2 separate regions of the Gossypium hirsutum genome follow, and region 1 is linked to region 2. The links are chromatin contacts, called in public Hi-C maps. All regions are on one chromosome and are shown on one strand. Each heading gives the region's core, a stretch centred on a gene start, on an enhancer-like site or on the middle of the called end of the contact. The rest is flanking DNA. Distances are from core to core; before and after follow the strand shown.

Region 1 (5,905 bases), core at 951-3,450, 130 kb after region 2:
TTTCAGTTCTAGTTCAAGAAAAGTGAATTAAGCATCTTGATGCATGCCTCTAAAGGATAAAGCAATACTTGATCTTTCAGTAGGTCAAGGAAACAGGAAGCACATTTCTATTCAAGCTAGTCATTGCATTCAAAATGAAAAATTCCTGATGCAGAAATGGAGATGGTTTTTGAGGAACATTTCTCATTATATTCATTACTCAAAAACACATTTTCAGAACATAAGGGCTCCATGACAAGCTATCTCTACATTGTCATCACTGCATGAGAACCTAAGACATCTTTCGCTTTTTTAATGGACCAAAATCAGTAAAACCTTGTTACCTGAGAAGGAAGAGGTGCTTGGCTTCTTTTAGCTGATTGCATTTGAATGTAGTACTCTTTAAATTCAGATGGACAGTTCCTAACAAGTTCAATCATGTCCTCTTCATCACGCTGAGAAGGAAAAATATGTTTTACCATAAAAGTTGAAAATGTTATAGAGAAAAGACGCAGCATGCGAACCAGCTGATTTAACCGCAACAAGTACACAGATTGAAATTCTCAGTAAACAATGTTATGCTAAAAGCTGATAGTAGATAAATTTCTCCAGTCAAATTCTAGTACAATACAAATAGCTGACTACACATGCATGTTATTCCCTCAAAGTTCAATGAAATAGATTAAAATGGCAACCAGTGGCATACTAATTAGTAGTCATGAGCTGATGAGCACAGGTAAAATTAGCATGCAGGGAGGGCAGTATGCCCACTGAGTGATCATAAAGATTTCCTACACAGGATAGATATGTGAGGTTTTAATAAAATAAAAGTCTAAAACATAAAGGAACCTTAAATTGATATGTATAAACCAAAAGTACCTGAATATAAAGCTTCTTCCAAGGACATTCTCGTATTTGTGTTGGAGGCAACAAACCCCATCGCATACAATACCTGAAGAAGTTCAAACTTTTTGCTTCAAGTTGCAAAACAAGAATTTACCAAGTGAAAGGGTCGATATTGGTTACTACAGATACATACATATTGTTGGCATTGTATGGTATGCCAACAAGCATAAATGTGATAAAGAAGCAAACCTTCAAACCACTACAACAATGCGTATAGATATCTGCAAAATTAACTAAAGCAAACAATGAATTTGCAACCTAGACATAGTTAGACACTAGAAGGAAGTGTAAATGAACCTTCAATCACTCAAATTCCATTTATCTTACAAAGGAAAGCCTTCTCTTTTTTATCAGAGGGCTATGGGGATGAGGTAGTTCAGGTTTGAACCCGAGACATGATGTCAACAAGGACTTAAGCAGCTACATTAGTGGCTGGTTAACAAGGAATGCTTTAATTATGCATTAATAGATAGCTTGACCAACAAGTAGCAATAATCAACAAAATTTAAAACCTAAAAAGCAAAAAAGAAAAAAGAGACTTTGAACATCAGAAATCAAATGCAATAAAATACTCACAGTCGGCGCCATAAGGATTCGTCAGATGCCGCATAATTCAGGAAACTGCACACCATCGAGCACGATACAAGATCCTGTAAATTTATACATAACAAACACAAAATCAGAAACTGAGAATTTGAGAGGGAAAAAAGAAATTTACACAGTACAGAAAAGGACCTCGGATGAGAGGAATTTGAGGATTTGAGTAAATAACTCAGGTGGAATCTTGCTGAAAGTACCACTCTCAATCCTCCTAGGATTGTTCCTATTATTATTGTTCTTCACTTGGCCAGGATTCGGATTCGGATTCATATTCGAAGAAGAAGCCCCACCTCCTTTGTCTTCTTTCTCCTTTTCCTCATCTTCCTTCACAACGCGCAATCTCTTGGCTTCCGGCTCCTCCTAAAACCGGAACAGAATTCAATTTCATCAGAAAGGCATAAAGTTATTATCGATAAAGAAAATAGTAGGGGGTACGGAAGAGAACCTCATCGGAGAGCTCGGATTCAAGGAAATTCGCCAAAAACTCATCTTCTTCGTCTGACAACGTCATGGATCAGACCGGAGGGTGATCGGAGGGATAATTCGCCGGCCAACGGTGGGATTGGATTTTCTATATATTTTAAGAAGGCCGAACAACGTCTGATAGATGGGTGGATTGATAGATGCAAGGGTAAGCGGGCAGCGGGCACGTGCAACCAAGCATGTGTACGATGGGCCGGTTCCGGGTCGAATCTACCCAATTCTATGCTTACGTTACGTTACGAATCCGATACTTGATAGCGTTAAAATATCTTTTCGATTTTCTCTTCTTTCCCTTAGATGGTTACTAGATTTCTTACCCCTACAATTGATATAAATATACACTTGCGAGACACAATCATTTAAATAAAATATTCAGAGACAATTATTTTGATTGTGTTTATGGTTTAATTATATTGTTAATAATTATAATTTAAAACCGTAACTGTTATATATTAGATTAGTAATTCTTTTATAAATAGTAAATAAATAATTTAGTAAATGTAGTTAAATAGTTGTAATTAAATTCTAATTCAATGAAAGTAATAGATTCACTCCCCTTGCTAAACTTTATGTGTGGGGTTTTGTCGTATTTATTTCCTTATTAAATTAGGATTTTCTTTTCCTAATTAAATTCTGTTATTTATTCTTTAATTAATTTTGATTATTCTAAAAATATTATCTAGTTTTAGCCTTTAAAGGCTTTGTATTCATGTTTTGATATACCAGAATATTTAAATATATATTACCCTTAAAATATAGTCACATATAAGTTTTGGTGAGAGTATTTCCTGAGTTAAGGCTTTGTTTTGTGATTTGGATAATATACATTTAATACATTTAGATTTATTTTTTTCATATTGTACTCTCATTTTTTTTATTTCTTTAATAAAAAGTCGAAGCCTCATTTGTCTTTTCCACGTAAATGTTTATGTGTTTGACCTTTTCTATGTTACTTGTTTGTTGCGTATACGGGTCAATCCCAACATTCTGCATCACACATTTTGGTAATGTACACTTTAATATTCTAAGATACAATAATAAAAGGAAATTATCATATATTTTGAAATATCAATAATAGATGAAGGAAAGATAATTCTTTTTCCTGCAAATGAAGGAGATATATCACCTCTAACAACTGCATCTTCCAAACCTTTATAGTATATATGCCCTTAATTTAGGTTGATTCTTCAACGTTCAATAAAATATTTACGCTTCAACATAAGTAAAAGCATTACACATAAACTATTGAGTCAAACGACCATTGTCAATTAAAGTGTGACCTTCTTTCTTTCTACAATGAAGCAGATAAGCATAACATTGACGTTGAGTCAATTTTGTCCTTTTAGAGCTGGTAGATTCGGCACCTTTGTGCATAATTTCAGTATGGTATCCATCTTCTCTATATGAAAACAACAATGGGTATTGCATGGACATAAGACTTGGGTGTAACTCATTTGGTGCAAACCACCTCTATGTTCCTCTGTAACATCTTGCATAGTTGTTGACTCATTTGTAGTGCCAACTATAAATCCTACAACTTTTGATGTAGTTGGTAAATTATACCATCATTCATCCTTATTACGTATATTAATAAATTTGATATGTACATGTGAATAATTATATGTTTGAAATTTGCCTCATATCATCTTAAATATTTTCATTAATTGATTGTGATCGTCTTAATTTTTAACAGCTCATCAACAATATTAGGATCTAATGAACTACTGTTAGTATCCCTGCCCATGCTACCAAGTCTCTTACTAATCTCATTCTACATATCATATATATATATATATATATGTACAATTGTGCAAATTTTGGTTTACAATTATTGTCAGGTAGAAGTGATTCAATCTTATGATGGTTATAGCCGCCTATCTTGAAAACAAAGGGATCAGTACCATTGTTAATGTTGTTGTCAACCATGCCACCAATGGAAGTAAAAGAAAATGTTGAGTTGTATGTTTAAATGTTATCACTAAATTCTGAAGTGCGTAGATCACCTCTATATTTTATTATGAAAAACAATGTAATATACTATTTCATGCTCTAAAATTAATTGGCTTTTTTTTAAATTAAAAATTAAATCGCTACTTAATTTGATTGTATTAATTATGTATAGTAAGCTTTTTAAATAAAACATTTCAATAACCAATAAGGTCGTGAAAAATGTTATATATGTTTCCAAATATATATGGCTTGGCTCATTAGGCCACGTTAGCTTATGCGCGTGTAGTGTGAACAATATTCCCAAAATGATCCATTTTATTTTATTAAATTATTAAAAATAAAAATATTTAGTAACATCTTTTAAGAAAATAAAATAAAAAGTCAAAAATCACCTATTCATTTTCTTTTAATATTTCCATTTTCTGTTTAGCAAAAGAATGAACTAAAGACCCCATTCTTGTTAATGCAATTTCGTTTGATCAAAATAATCAAAATTAAAAATGTATTTTTTTTCTTTTGAAAATTCCATAAAAAAATAAGTTTTGTTTTTGAAAGTTAAAACAAATGGCAATGATTGGGCATGGGCCCATGACCCTGATGCACTACGGCTTTTTCGACTTTAGCCCAACTTATGCACCGAAAGCCGAATAATTGGTCTCATTTCATTTGTGGGCCATTCAATATTTCAATTTTGAAATAGCGATCAGACTCGGGTCAAGTATGATTAGGAATCACATTTGGGTTTGGAAATCATTATCCGTCACGCCTTCGGGTTAGGTTCGGCGAGTAGTTTCCATCTCTAAAATATTTTTCCATCATTTTATTTGTTGTAATTATTACTTAATAATCACATCGTGTATTTGTAGTTATCTAGGGAATAATGAAATTTTAAAGTTTGAAGTGAATATTTATTTATTTTTTTAAATTTATATATCCTATTTCGGTTTATTAAAGTTTTGGTCGTATTTGGCTCTCATCCCAAATAGGTGATATGCCAGAGCGATAATTCAAACGGATAATTTAGAGGCGATCAAGGTCATACAAGACTCTTCTTTGACAGTTTCGAACTCTACCTTAACTAGGTGAAATTTATTAACTATTGACGAACGTAGGACTTTGGGTTCTACAGCACATTCCTAGAGAGGTTAATAAAATTGTTGTTTGTAGAGATCTCAAGAGAGGTGCTTGTAATCCCTCTTGTTGTTAAAGCAAGTGACAGTCTTGCTCTAGAAATTATTGTGTAATTAATTGCCTGTTTTTTTCACCAAAAAAGAAAAAATGGCCCCATTGTTAGGGAAGTGATTTATGATAATCAAACTAATCACTCATTCTATTATTTTACATTAGAATTTTCATTAGTTTTCGTGATTATTAGTATTTATTAATTTAATTACTATTTTATGTTTTTAGTAGTAATTTTTATTATTAGTGTCATTAATTCTTCTTATTATTTCCTACAATTTCTCTATTTTTTTAGTTCTCAACTAGTTTGTGTTTATTTTTGCATGATAGAAAAAATTAATTCCATTTTATTCGGAGATTGGACCAACTATTTGAAATTTAGATTAATATTGAGAGATTGATTTTAAACAATTTGAGTAATATAGAGAACCCATAATGAAAGGTGTTTGTAATAAGATTGAGTGAACTTGGGGTTCATCAAGTGAGAAATGTTGTATGCTTTTACAGAGTGTTTGGACAAGACATTTGGATGTGAATTTTTTTTATTAAGGTTTTTAAATCTTAAAAATAAATTTCTTTATTTAGATAAAAATATTTAAAAAATTTTAAATTTTGTAAGAAATTTAAGGAGGAGTTTTGAGTAGCTCAAATTTCATCTTTCAGAATTTTTAAAAAAAATATTATCCCACTATAAAATAAAAAATATAAAATTCAAATGTAATTTTTATTTAATTCCAATATATTTTTTATATTTCATATTATTAAAAATATTTATATATTTTTATCAAAGTAATAATATTCATAT
Region 2 (6,650 bases), core at 2,038-4,537:
TACACACATTCATCCATATCATATAACCATTCATGTCATTCACCATTTTAGGTCTTAAAATCAACATCATTCAAAGTACACATGAACATCACATTGCCTATTTACATGTCACATAACCAAGTTCAGAATGATAACAAGACAACTGAATCGAAGGCTTGATAGTGTGAGCTTCGAAGTGATCTGATCGCCTTGTTCTGCAAAAGACAACTACAATAGAGTAAATATTACGTATGCTTAGTAAGTTCATATGAGCTAAAAAAGTAAACTCACCTCAATTCATAACTAACATAATGAATTAGCTAACTACATGACTTTTCCTGTCATCACATTTGTAACGACCCATATTTCACGGGCACAGGAAAAGTGAGTTTAGGGTTTCCGTCTTAGGAAAAATGAGTTCGTAAATATTTATTAAAAATATTTACGAAGTTAGTTGTGAGTTGAATTAGATTTTAATTAGGTGAGTTTATTTTTAATTAGAAGTAATTAGTAAAAAGGATTAAATTGAATAGAGCATAAAAGCTTAATCATAGAATAGAGAAAGGATAAATGATTAAATTAGTAATTAAACTAAATTATTGGCATGTATTAGGTTTTGTTTTGGCCACTTAAATATATTTTACGTATTGGGTGTAAGGTAATTTGTAACTTTTAAGAAGTATTTGAAATGAATAGATGAATGTTATTTGATCAAGATTTATAAGTCAATGTATTGGGCATGAATTAGGTGTGTTTGATATGTGAAAATAGCTTTAAAATTGTGAAAAATCATGTTTATCACATGGCCAAATCATATGGGCGTGTGCCCAGGCCGTGTGGTAAAGTCAGAATTGGCCACAGGTTAGTCCCATGGCCGTGTGAGAAAGTTAGATCTGCCCACGGGCTGGCCCCACGGCCATGGGAGCCCCACAGGCAGGCCACACGGGCATGCTCCAGGCCACACGGGCATATGCCCCTATTTTCAAGGAAAAGTTTCCAAAGTTCCCGGTTTAATCTCAAAACACTTCCTAAGTATATTTTGAGCCTCGTAGGTCCATATTAGGGACTTAAAGGTGGAATTTGAGAAATTTTAAATTGAAATATAGATTTATGACTTGGTGTTGTTCGTTATTAGCGTCTAATTCCGGTAATGCCTCGTAATCCTGTTCCGGCGACGGGTTGGAGTTAAGGGGTGTTACAACATTTCTCATCAGTAAGGCGAGTTTGTCAACTATAAACTTATAACATTTCAAATTATACAAAACATTTTCATTTAATGTCATTTTATCAGAGTTGTCGAACATATTTACAACATTTCATCATTCCAGTCACATATATATACATTTCATATACAATACACATTATCAATCAGATATTTTCCTTTTACACTAATTGTTTAACCCGATGAACTATAATAAACAGATACAGATATGCAGGTAGCCACTAGAAACACATCAGATTGCTCATTTGAGCGAAACTCTAAAACACACTTGTGCATCGAAGTGCTAAGTCCGTAGGCATCATATGTCACAAGACAATACATCCCTCTAGAACACACTAGGGTCTCTGTAGAGACAAGACTCGATAATCCGCAACAAATGTTAGATTCTAGTTTAAATAGTGAATTCTCCATACACCAGTATCCTCTCATATCATATCCCATACAACGCCCAGATATCCCTATTGATATGCCAATTGTATCCTATCCTATATTAGGTTCATACGCGTACATTTCACACATTGGATAATTTCTTTACAATTTAGTCCACTCCTCACCTTTTGTACTATTTTATAACTAATTCAAAATACAACCACAATATACAATTCCTTAATTTAAACACATTCAATATGTTTACAAACATAATTATACCATATAAACTTACCTCCAAAAATTGTTAACAAGTTGAAGTGTAGAGACTAATCAACAATTTTTCATTTTCCTCAATTATTTATTGGTTAATTCAAATCTTGATCATGCAAGGGAGAAAGTTTGGCCGAAACTTCCTTGGCTCAAGGTGGATTTGGTGGAGAAAAGGAAAGAAATGGCCACTTTTTCTTTTGTTTCAATGTTTTAATATAATTAAAATCAAATTTAATATTAAAAAAATAACATATATTCACTAATTAATATACATTAACCGTCGACCATCATTGAAAATAGTTTAATTGTCATTTAAACCCCTCAATAATTATTATTTAAACCTTTTTAACTAATAAAAATCAATAGCGATTAACTTTTACGATTTTTACGATTTAATCTTTGTGTCTTAATTATTAACTGCTCAACAAAATTACCGGATCAAAAGTCAATATAAAACTATATTATACTCGTAAATATTAATTAATAATATTTACATACTCGATCATTGAAAAATAGGGTTCTAAAATCACATTTTTCGGCACCACTGAAAACGGATTGTTATTCATTGGTTTTGAAAAGTGTTATAAAACTGGTCATTTAAAAAGTTTTGTTTATTTAAGTGTTTAGTATTAAGGGTGAGCATTTGATTGATCCGAGTAAAAACAAATTTGAGTTATAGTTGAGGAGTCCAAATTTATCATCTTAATTTGTTCTAAAAAAATCGAATTAAATTGAATAAAATTTTTTGAGTTAAATAAAAAAACTCAACCATATTTAAATATTGTTGACAATATGACTAAATTTCAAGTTAAAACACATAAATTTGATACTATATTTATTTGAAATATGCTTAAAAAAGAGAGGGAAAAAATTGACATAATAAACTTGATTTGTTAATTTACATGGTTAAGGTCTTAAATTTATTATTTTAATTTTTTTAAAATTATTTTATATATAAAATATATATTTTAAATAAATTTAAATAATTAATATAAAGTATTTAAAAATTTAGATTAAATATATAAACATTACAAATTCACAATCATACCTTTATTCATTTGAAATAAATTTTAATAAAAATAATGAAATATATAAATGCATAAAATATGCATGATAAATGATCTCCAAAATTGTTTTTTTATTTCGAAATTAATGGGTTTAGCATTGTTTATAAAAAATTCCTATCTAATTTTTAAAAAACAGATTACATTTTATTTTTCTATTAAAAAATTAATTAAATTAGTCCATATAAATTATATTAAAGAATAAATTAATATAAATAAATAAAATTTTTAATAAAAATAAATTTACTCATTAATTGAACCTACAAAAATTAAAATTTACTCATTAATTGAACCTACAAAAATTAACTTTTTTTCGTAATCTTTCTTTTTCTTTATACTTCTACCATCATTTATGGTTTTATTTTTTTGGAATAAAGCATTGTTAATAGTTAAAAGAGAAAAAAAACTAAAAAATAAAAACGCAGTCGTAGAGGGAGAGATCAGAAATGGGAAGAGTGTGTGTGGAAGACAGAGAGCAAGAAGGGAGTTGATTTGAAGTGTGAAGTGAAGCTCGAGGATGACGATGATGATGGTGGCCACCACATTGACTGCCTGATTCCCAACCTAAAGAACCACAAATATAATTTATGCAAAATTCCTAAATTCTCCAAGCTAGATCCCATCCATGGAGTCCCAACCCCAGCCCCAGCCTCAGCCTCAGCCTCAGCCTCGGAGACCCCGCGGGTTCGCTGCAACCGCCGCTGCGGCTGCTGCCTCTGTGAGCCCCACCGGCGCTCCCTCTGGATCTGCCGGCGCATCCACTGCCTCTTCCGGCAAGGGCAAACGTGAGAGAGAGAAAGAAAAAGAGAGGACAAAGCTTCGGGAACGACACAGGCGAGCCATCACTAGCCGTATGCTGGCCGGCTTGAGGCAATACGGTAATTTCCCTCTTCCCGCGCGTGCTGATATGAACGATGTGCTAGCCGCCTTGGCCCGTGAGGCTGGTTGGACCGTTGAGCCTGACGGCACTACTTACAGGCACTCTCCACCTCCCCAACATCAACAACATTTGGTTCGTTTTCTTTCTTTACCTACTAATTTACTCTTTTTCTCTCTCTATATAGAGGTGCCTGATAATGCTGATTGATTACTTTATTATTTCGAATCTCTCCTCTTCTTCTCCAAGCATAAAGTTTACTGACAGCTTTGTTTTTTTTTTGGGGGGGGATTCGAAGATTTGAATATCATGTGCCCAGTTATTTCATCCTTGGTTTGCTTTAGCTCTGTCCAGTCCAACAACTTACCGAACAAAAATTATTTTACTTGAAAATATGACTATAATGTTTAGGCAATTAGTAATAATTTGCTACAGTTCTCAATTTCTTAAGTGGGATGAATACATGGTTATCTAGGTCAACTTCGATATGTCATTTAAGCTGTTTTTCCGAACCATAATGTTCATTCTACGCACTTGATATATGCTAATCTCATGGAATCAAATAGCGTCAGTTTCAAGCATGGTTTGGATAGATATAAAAAATCTAATTAGCCCTTGAGCCACTGGTGCCTATGTTTGAAGTTTGCTTTTTGTGGCTTTTAATAGCTGTACATTCTTTGCTTTAGTCAGTATCCTGATAATTTCTCTGGACATCCATATTGTAAATGCTTTACTGGCTGTTACTTTATGAGCACAGTGCTTGATTTATCTTTATGGCAACCATATTTTGACATTGATAATGCTCAGGGAGCATTTTCGGTAAGGTCAGGTGAAAGTCCACTATCGGCTACTTCTTTGAAGAACTGCTCTGTTAAAGCAACGTTAGACTGTCAGCAACCTGTCGTCAGAATTGATGGCAGTTTGTCTCCAGCATCTCTTGATTCCGTTGTTATAGCTGAGAGAGATACACGGAGTGAGAAATATCCAAGTACTAGTCCTATCAACTCAGTTGAGTGCCTGGAGGCAGATCAGGTAAATTTTGAGCTACATATTGATTGCTTCTTATTCTTCCTTTCTTTTTCTTCATCCCTCTGCTTTTTGAGTTGCAATCTGTCTGTGTTTTACAAATAATAATGTCACTATTATGATTTGTTAGAGTAATTTGTTCTAGGATTATAGCCATAATTTAAGATTAAAAATGAATGTGGTTACATCTTCATATTATTCAAATGATAGATATCAATTGTTGCTTTGCCTGCCATCATCTATGTTTTTCAAATTTCTCTGTACTTTGAATTCTTTGACGTTATAAATATATATCTGATATGGTGATTAATTGAAGCAGCTTATACAAGATGTTCATTCAACAGAGCACGATAATGACTTTACAGGCACCCAATATGTGCCTGTTTATGTAAAGCTTTCGGTGAGGCTTTGTCTTTGATATTCTAATTGAGAGTTTGAAATGCACAGTTCTTATCATGGCTTGTTAATTTTCACATTGACTTTCAAATTCTCTTTCTGAGAATTTAACTCTTTTCTGTTCTTTGGCAGACAGGTGTCATCAACAACTTCTGTCAGTTGGCCGATCCTGATGATGTTAGACAAGAGCTAAGTCATATGAACTCCTTAAATGTAGATGGAGTCATTGTAGATTGTTGGTGGGGAATTGTTGAGTGTTGGAATCCACAGAAGTATGTCTGGTCTGGCTACCGGGAATTATTTAACTATATCCGAGAGTTCAAGATGAAGATACAGGTGGCTTCAACTAAATAAAGTTGAATTTTCTCTCTTCCTGTCTTTATGCTCTCGCCGTAGATGTTTAACATTGTTTGAGAGTTGATGCAGTAGTGGGAAATGGCTTTCAAGACTGTCTCTGTATGAATTACATCCTCTTAACATCTATATAATGAAACTTGCTAGGAATTCCGAAGGAATGTGTCTAATGACGTCTGCTTCTAATGATGTCTGCTTGTTTCAGTTTAAGTATCTTCATTTTTGAGTCCATTCTTTACTAAGCACTTTTTTACATGTGATGTAATGCTTTCTTTCAAAAGTTTCATTGGTTTTTATCCATGCATTTCTATTTTTTTTTTACTTATATTTTCTTCTCAAATCAGAAAGTGGTTGACATATCTAAACTTTTATTCTGCATTTGTTGGAGTATTCTATTGGTGGTCTTTAGCTTATATGGAAGCATCTGTCTTAAAGTTTCTTATTCACTTTTGAAGGTTGTAATGGCATTTCATGAGTATGGGAGAACTGATTCTGCTGATGTACTGATCTCCCTACCAAACTGGATTTTGGAGATAGGAAAAGAAAACCAGGATATCTTCTTTACTGATCGTGAAGGAAGGAGGACTACTGAATTTTTATCTTGGGGAATTGACAAAGAACGTGTTTTGAATGGAAGAACTGGTGTTGAGGTATTGAAAAACTGATATTTTTTCTATGCAATTATATTTTTGTAGTTACCTCCAGCCTCATCATATCAATGGGTTGGAAAAGGTAGTTAGCCTATCCATCAGTGTTTTAAGTTTTAACCAATTACAAGTGGAAATTATTCCTCTTCTACATCTTTCAACATATTTTGGTCTCTTTTCCCCTTTCTCTTTTATCCAAAGTAATGTGTATCACATTAATCTTTTGATGCATGTAACCAAAAACTTATTCAGGTAACTCTTGCTTATATTGATTGTCTTGCTTATACTGATTGTCTTTCCTAGTGTTATTGTCATTTATTTGCAGGTCTATTTTGATTTCATGAGAAGCTTCAGGACAGAGTTCGACGATTTGTTTGCAGAGGGTCTTATTTCTGCGGTGGAGATTGGACTTGGACCATCTGGGGAGTTGAGGTATCCGTCTTTCT

The links. A called contact is a pair of places that touch in the nucleus more often than the background predicts.
Region 1: a contact with region 2 is called in a Hi-C map of leaf, with 2.6 times the contacts expected there. The contact joins the promoter of LOC107946824 here to the promoter of LOC107933475 in region 2. A contact is called at or near these places in 3 of 34 Hi-C or Micro-C datasets (all in leaf).

What each region holds. Positions count from the first base shown.
Region 1 is chrA12:101,836,755-101,842,659 of Gossypium_hirsutum_v2.1, forward strand. It overlaps LOC107946824 (F-box protein SKIP31), which reads right to left and starts at 2,201. Exons shown (of 9, transcript XM_016881290.2): 1 at 1,931-2,201; 2 at 1,621-1,845; 3 at 1,462-1,535; 4 at 859-931; 5 at 324-434. The coding sequence starts at 1,996.
Region 2 is chrA12:101,701,282-101,707,931 of Gossypium_hirsutum_v2.1, forward strand. LOC107933475 (beta-amylase 8) reads left to right here and starts at 3,288. Exons shown (of 10, transcript XM_041083331.1): 1 at 3,288-3,916; 2 at 4,589-4,813; 3 at 5,127-5,207; 4 at 5,336-5,539; 5 at 6,013-6,207; 6 at 6,530-6,650. The coding sequence starts at 3,530.